Regions from separate parts of the Ovis canadensis genome. Here region 2 is linked to region 1. A link is a contact called in public Hi-C data. All regions are on one chromosome and are shown on one strand. Each heading gives the region's core, a stretch centred on a gene start, on an enhancer-like site or on the middle of the called end of the contact. The rest is flanking DNA. Distances are from core to core; before and after follow the strand shown. Region 1 holds the start of KLF6 (KLF transcription factor 6). Region 2 holds the start of PITRM1 (pitrilysin metallopeptidase 1).

Region 1 (3,832 bases), core at 747-3,246:
GGGCTCAGCCTTGCTTATTTAGCAGGGTGTCTGCAATCAGAATATATCCTTCCCCCCTCCCCCTACCAGACTCTTCACACCGCAAGCAGGAGCAAGCAGAGGGGGGAAAAAACAATCATTGTTTTCTTGTTACCCCTAAAATTAGACGTCTAGGTTACAAAGCACCCTCCAGTGTTCTGAGGAGAGACTGGCGAGGTATCTTATGGATGTTCCAAAGAAAAAGGAAAGCATGTTTACTGAGACCTTGTTAAACTTTAATAATCTGGCTAATTTAAAATCCCCATTATGCCTAGGAGCACTGGGGACCAGAATGAAGCTCTTGGGGAGAGTTTAAAAGCCTCTGAAGGCAACCCAGAGCTCAGCCTGGCTTGTGGCCCAAATCCCAAATGCCCAAGGAAACTACTTAGATCGATTTCAATCACATCCTAGGAAGCTTCTTTAGTAGGAAAAGCTGGGAGGGGAGAGGGAAGGGAGGGCTGTGAACAATGAGGCAGGCATGTGAAGGTTGTTCCACTTTGTATTTCATCCCCCTTAAAAGCCTTCTAAGCTTTGAAACCCACAGAATATATGCGATCTGCTAATTCACTTTGTGACAAAAAGCAAACAGCCTAGTAGGGCAGAGACAACCCCCAAACCCTCCTATCTTTTAAAGACAATGGGACAAGTGTCAGAATCTCTCTCCTTTCAGGCAATCCTAATGCAGGAGAAGGGGGAAAAATTGAGTTTTTCAAATGTCCAATGCCCCAAATTCCAATTCCACTAAAAAATGCCGGAAACAGACTCCTCTTCCCAAACTGAGACTAGAAGCAATTCGGACAGGCTCATTGTCATATGACTGATAAGTCACTGGTTGTGCAAACATTGGTCCCCCCCCCTTTTTTTTTTCTGGTCAACAAAAGAAGCAGGTAAGAAAAACAAGGCAGATGGAGGCAAATCTTAAGGATTCCCAAGGTAAAGAAACTAAAAATGGCCTGGTAGAGAAAAGGAGCTTGTGGGTGTTTCGCTGGTGAAATTCTTAAGTAAAAAAAAGAAAGAAAGAAAAACCTGTACGTACAAACACCAAAAAAGCAAAACGAAAACAAAATCCCTAAAAAAAAAAAAAAGAAGAAGAAGAAGAAAAAATAGCCTTGGCAGTACATGCGGGTTCATATGACCAGGTCCAGCTGTGGAGAGCCTGGAGCTGGAACAAGCACCAAACTTCTGCCAAGGGCTGGGGCCGAGATCAGGCCGCGGAGCTGGGTCTACGCTCGGGAGACGGTTCAGCAGCCCCAGAAAACAGCAAGAACACGGGGAGCGCCCGGCGCCGCTGCGCCCCACTCAGATGACAACTCCGCTCCACGCTCTGAAAGGCCCCTTTAAAGTGCCTTCTGCGCCGGAGGCAAAAGTACGTTTTAACAATAATTATTTTAATTTTTTTTTAAAAAATTTACCCAAACCATTAAAAAAAGAAGAAAAAGAACTGCACCTCCAAGCTCACACCGTCCTGCGGGTGCATGCACGCACTCCATGCTCGGCGCACCGGGACACCTGGCTCACGAAAATCCTTATTTACCTGTTGCCAATATTCCTCCAGGGAGGGCAGCGCCGAGAAGTAACCAGTCTCGTGCACAATCTGGAGTTCCTGGAAGATGCTGCACATTGGGAGCACATCCATGTCGGGTTGGAAGAGACCGTCCCCGCTGCTGTAAAAACAGGGAGGCGTGCAGTCTGCAGTCGGGAGCGCGGCGGCCGTGCCTGCAGCGCCGGGGAAGTTCATGCAAACTCAAGTGGGCAGCGATTAGGCGCCACGGGTTCGGGTCCTGGCCGGAGCCCGGAGACGCGCTCGCGAGCCCGCACAATATTTGCAAACACCGGACTGACTGCAAACGTAACCCCTGCAAAACTTCCCTATTCAAAGCTCCGCTGCCAGCCTCCCCTCCTCCCCGCCCAGCTCCCCCCGCCGCCGCCTCCCCACGTGACTCGCCCGCGCCCGCCCCGCGCGCCGCCCAATCACGCCGCTCCCGGCCCGGGGGCTGCGCGGCGATGATGTCAGCTCCGGCCAATCGCGGGCGGCGGCTCACCGCGGCCCCGCCTGGCGTGACCGAGCCTCTCCATCACCGCCTTCGCCATTGGCAGAATTCGAACTTCGGCCGGTTCTGATTGGGAGGCGGTTTCGCAGGCTATTTTTAGCAGGGTATATAAGGCGCGGGCTGTCTCGCGCCGGAGGAGTCGGAGCTGGGAGGTGCGCGGCCGAGAGGCTGCGTGCGCCGCGGCCGGTCGGGCCGAGGGGACCCGGTGTCCCTGCCCTTCTCGTCCCGGTCTCGGTCCTGGCCCCGGTCTTCCCGTCCTCGTCCCCGAAGCCCTCGTCCCCGAAGCCCTCGTCCCCGAAGCCCTGGTCCCCGTCCGTCGGGCTGATCGCCCGGGCCCGGCCTTGGTTTCCCCGTCGTCGTGTCCCCGTCCTTGTCCCCTCAGCCCTGGTCCACGTTCGTCGGGTCTGTCGCCCGGGCCCTGGTCCCCTGACCCTCCGCCGAGCTGAGGGGAGCGCGGCTGGGTCTCCTCTGTCCCTCGCTCCGACCTCGGGCTGGCCGGCCGTTCTCTATCCCCCTCCGTCCTTCCACCCTCTCGGTGCCCCCTCCTGCCCAGCTGTAGATTCCCGTCCCCATCCCCGTCTGTCACCCTCTTTCCCCCCTCCTTTTCGCTCCATTATCCCTCTGTACCTGCCCCGTTTCCATCTGCACCCACCACCCGCGCTGTGTCCCCCTCCCTCCCCGTTCCATCCCCCTCTGTCCCCAGGTGGCACCTGTGACCCCGGAGTGGGGGGCTGACCAGCCCTACAGGTGTGCTAAGGGACAGGAGGGCCCTAGTCGCAGGGCTGTGTTGTATATGAATCTGAGTTTCCCCCTTCAGCCTCCCTCACAAGGACAGGGCACTTACCTGGGGGACCACGGCGGCGGTGCTACATCCTCACCCCCGCTGCCTGCCTAACCTGCAGGAGCAGAGTAGCCTGGAAGACCCAAGTTGGATCTCCTGGCTCTTGAGGGGGTTATGTGCACTCTTGATTCTCCCGAACACATTTTTATTTTTAAAAAGAGGGCATCTTGTTGGGGCAGGTGGGGTTATAAATAGAGGGAGCCTATAACCAATCTTAGTAGGGTCCCCCATCCACACCAGCTGTGTATATTTTAGAAACCCAGGGTCTGATCCCAAACCTACAGAGTCCTGGCCATTGTGTTTTAATCAAGCTCTCCAGGTGAATCTGTTGCCACTGAAGTGTGGGAAATGGGGGTTCTAGACACTGTCCCTGTACTTGTTGTCTACAGGGATATAGACATTGTCATTGTACTTGTCGCCTACCACAGAGCAGTCTCATTCCAAGACCCATTTGGAGACCCTCATGAAGATTAACAACTAGACTTGTCCCTAGTGAATGTGAAAACAATTCAAGTTATGTTGAGCTGACATTTAATGTGTGTCTTTTTTTTTTTTTTGCTATATAAATTATCTCCTGAAATATACCATAATGTTCATTTTCTAGCAAAATGCCAAGACCAAGAAGAATATGCCTTTTAAAATTTGAAATAGAAAACTGAATTATAGCTACTACCTCCATTTTTATTTCAAAACAGAGTTTAATGAGACATCTTTTAAATAAATTTTTTTTAATGAAGTATGTAAAAGACTTTTGAGAGGATTTTGTATGTTAGATTTTGGCAGACTTGAGTTTGCCTATGACCCTGTGAGATTGTAGGCAGGGACCTTTGTCAATCAAAAGTTAGGGAAGGATAGTATCTTATTGTATCTATTGTATTAAAGTCTATAAAGATGATTCATGGTGAGCTGATTACAATGATCA
Region 2 (3,832 bases), core at 758-3,257, 490 kb before region 1:
AAAGGAGTCAGATGATCTGCTGGAAGACTGGCTAACATAATTCAGCAAGGTAACAAAAAACACTGCCATGTGACAAAGAATTCTAAGAAAAATGAAAACCTGCATCTGCTAAACACATTTCAGAAAATCAGTTTCCATTAAAGTCCTTTCAATTGTATCTCAACTCACCTAAGCCTCGTAATACCAAACATTTAATGTTGAAAACCTTTTATTTCTACATGTCCATAAATAACTGTAATACAATCATGTCACCAATTTCCCTTGATTCTGGGGAAAGATACAATTCTCATGTCAAGATCATGGTATCCCAATGAACTCAGACTACAATAAAGTTTCATCCCACACCTGCCCAATTAGTGAGAATTAACAATCTAGCGTTGTCAGGGGCTCACATGGCCACTGAGTGTGCACTCTGAAGGGAGACTTCAGAACAGCCCTGTCCTTATTAGATGAGCAGTTCATTCCCCTCAACGTATGTGCCCGTGAGCGGCACTCACTCCCTGGTGCACAAACACACAACAACATGCACACCATTCCCAAGGGCCCCAAACTCAGCAGCCCAAATGTCCAGTAACAGAGAACAGATAAAGGAACTATTCAATTGACAAACTTAGCCCTAAGAATGAATGGACAACAACTACATGTATCAGCGATGTGGGCACATGATGCTGAAGCAAAGAAAAAAAGGTGCCATCTAACCAGGTAACACCGTAATGTACGACTACACAGGGATGGTAAAAACACAGGGGAAAAGTAAGTTACTTCTGTAAACCAGAAGAGCAATTTCATTTAGGAGAGAGGGAGAGTTATCATGGGTAAAGGGTAAGCTTAACCTGGGTAACAGGGACACAATTTATAGTATTTTCTACATTAACATTAAATCTCACAAAAATATTCTTTATAGAAAGTATGGGCTGAAAACACTGACTCATTCAACATTATGCAATAGTATGGGTCTATTTTATAAACAACCAACAATTCCATTCTGGATTTAGCCAATTCTAGAATTATGGGATAGAAGATTTTAACCCAAATACCCAATAAAGACAGCCCAACGACAGACACCCCCGTTTCCTCCCCTGGGTCAACAGCAGCTAAACTCCACCATAAAATAATTCTCTGAATCAGCATGAAACTAAACAATTTATGTTTCTTTAGAGAGTAAAAAGTTACATTTTACAAAGTCAAAAGGAATGAAGCTGATTCAGTTTGAAACTAAATGCATTCTTTTCCCATAAATCCACTCATTAAACACGAAGTTGGAGGCTCAGACAGGGAAGAATTCACCTGCCAATGCCGAAGACCCGGGTTCGATCCCTGGGTCGGGAAGATCCCCTGGAGGAGGGCATGGCAACCCACCCCAGTGTTCTCGCCTGGAGAATCCCGCGGACAGAGGAACCCGGCGGGCTGCGGTTCAGGGGCCGCTAAGAGTCGGACACGCCCGAATGATCAGCCCTTCACCTCGGAGGCCCCATTCTCCAGGCCGCAGAGGCGCTTAAGCCCCCCACCCACAACCTCGGGGAAAAGAGCAAACGCCCAGCGAGAGCCCTGCCCGCCGCCCCCTAGTGTCGCTCTTGTCAGCTCACTTCAGGGGGCCTCCGCCTCGGAGGCCCGACCCCCGGTCCGCGCTGGGTCCTGGCCGGCTTCACCCCGCCTTCGCTGGAGGCAGCTCCCCAGCCTCGGTAACCGGACAGGGGCTCTCTCCCTCCCTCCGGGATGAAGGCCACCGCGGGGCCCGCTCTGCCGTCCTCGCACCGCGGCCTGCGAGGGCGCCCCGTCTAGGGGCCGGGCTCTCGCAGACAGAGCCCCGCACGAGGGGTCCCAGGTGGGGGAGCCACGCCGCCTCGTCCCCTCCCCGCATCACCGTCCCGTCGCTCCCTGCCCCCAGCCCCGCCCCCTCACCCGCCGCTCAGCCTCCGGAGCGCGTCCCGTGCCCTCCAGCCGCCGCGCCACATGCCGCCAGACTAGCTTGCTGCCGGCGTGACCCCGTGCAACCCGACGCACGCCGCGGGGCGGGACCAGCCAGCCGCCTCCCAATTGGCCAGCGCGGAACTACGGTCTCTCCGATAGGCTGGCGTGAAGGGGGTGGGGCCTGTGCCCGGGGGGGTGGGGCCTGGGCGGGGAGAGGAAGGGCTGCGCGCGAGAGGGGCGGGCTTACCCCAAGCCTGGTGATTTGCCTGGTTCTCAGGCCAGAGGTAACCCCGGTCTCTGGGACAGACGTTTGGGCGCCGGCACTCTGCCAGCTCAGGCGTCCATCAGCAGCTCTAGGGCAGTGGACCGAGTAGGGCTTCACCTGTCGGGTGCCTTAGCCCCGGGGCGTGGGGCCTCGTGGATGTGGTCTGAGGCTGGCATTGCCTGCTTTCCAGGGCCAGGATTCCATGATGTCACGCTATTTTAGGAACGGTCCCAACAAGAATGTCCCCAGCCAGAATGGATGCATGTATATCTATGGCTGAGTCCTTCTGCTGTCCACCTGAAACCTATCACAACATTGTTCAGTTCAGTTCAGTTCAGTCGCTCAGTCGTGTCCGACTCTTTGCGACCCCATGAATCGCAGCACGCCAGGCCTCCCTGTCCATCACCAACTCCCGGAGTTCACTCAAACTCCTGTCCATCGAGTCAGTGATGCCATCCAGCCATCTCATCCTCTGTCGTCCCCTTCTCCTCCTGCCCCCAATCCCTCCCAGCATCAAAGTCTTTTCCAATGAGTCAACTCTTTGCATGAGGTGGCCAAAGTACTGGAGTTTCAGCTTTAGCATCATTCCTTCCAAAGAAATCCCAGGGCTGATCTCTTTCAGAACGGACTGGTTGGATCTTCTTGCAGTCCAAAGGACTCGGTACCAATATATAATTGTTGTTTTTCAGTCGCTCAGTCGTGTTCAACTGTTTGCAACGCCATGGACTGCAGCATGCCAGGCTTCCCTGTCTTTCACCACCTTCCAGAGCTTGCTCAAATTCACGTCCATTGAGTTGGAGATGTCATCAAACCATCTTATCCTCTGTCATTCCCTTCTCTTCTCGCCCTCAATCTTTCTCAGCATCAGGGTTTTTTCCAGTGAGTTGGCTCTTTGCATCAGGAGGATGAACTATTGAAGCTTCAGCACCAGTCCTTCCAATGAATATTCAGGACTGATTTCCTTTAGGATTGACTGGTTGGATCTCCTTGCAGTCCATGGGACTCTCAAGAGTCTTCTCCAACACCACAGTTTAAAAGAATCAGTTATTCAGCACTCAACTTTCTTTATGATGCAGCTCTCGTATCCATACATAACTACTGGAAAGACCATAGCTTTAACTATATAGACCTTTTCAGCAAAGTATTGTCTCTGCTTTTTAACATGCTATCCAGGTGTGTCATGCTATCCAGTATAAAATATAAAGGCTTTTAAAAAAAACTACAAAAAAAAAAAAAGTCCCAGCAAACTTCAGGACAGCTCCCTACCTGCATTTGTGCCTGGAGAGACTAGACAGGTGGCCTTCTGGAACCTCAGGGACTGGCCCCAAGAGGGCGGAGCATGAGTGGGTGGGCCAGGTAGGTGGCTGCAGGCTGGTGGGAACACTGGGGGCTGGGGTTGGGGGCACTTGGAAGAAGGCAGGACCCAAGTCTGGCCTCAGTTTCTCAAAGCTTTGGCTTCCTCCCTTGTCTCAACTTCCTCTTTCCTCCCAACCCCATCCCCTGCCCACCCACTACTTAAAAGGGACTCAAATCCCATGGCCCCTTTTTCCAGGCTCTAAAGAAAGAATGCAAAGTAGACAGGTGCAGCTGGTCTGAACACATGACACTTTTCCAGCATCCTAAAAGATAGTCAGCAAAGTCTACAGAAACCTCTCT

What was found. Hi-C and Micro-C count contacts between places; a contact is called where the count stands out from the background.
Region 2: a contact with region 1 is called in a Hi-C map of lung, with 4 times the contacts expected there. The contact joins the promoter of PITRM1 here to the promoter of KLF6 in region 1. A contact is called at or near these places in 2 of 2 Hi-C or Micro-C datasets (fibroblasts and lung).

Annotation. Positions count from the first base shown.
Region 1 is chr13:59,528,795-59,532,626 of ARS-UI_OviCan_v2, reverse strand. It overlaps KLF6 (KLF transcription factor 6), which reads right to left and starts at 1,996. Exons shown (of 4, transcript XM_069546556.1): 1 at 1,553-1,996. The coding sequence starts at 1,756.
Region 2 is chr13:60,022,089-60,025,920 of ARS-UI_OviCan_v2, reverse strand. It overlaps PITRM1 (pitrilysin metallopeptidase 1), which reads right to left and starts at 2,007. Exons shown (of 27, transcript XM_069546557.1): 1 at 1,903-2,007. The coding sequence starts at 1,955.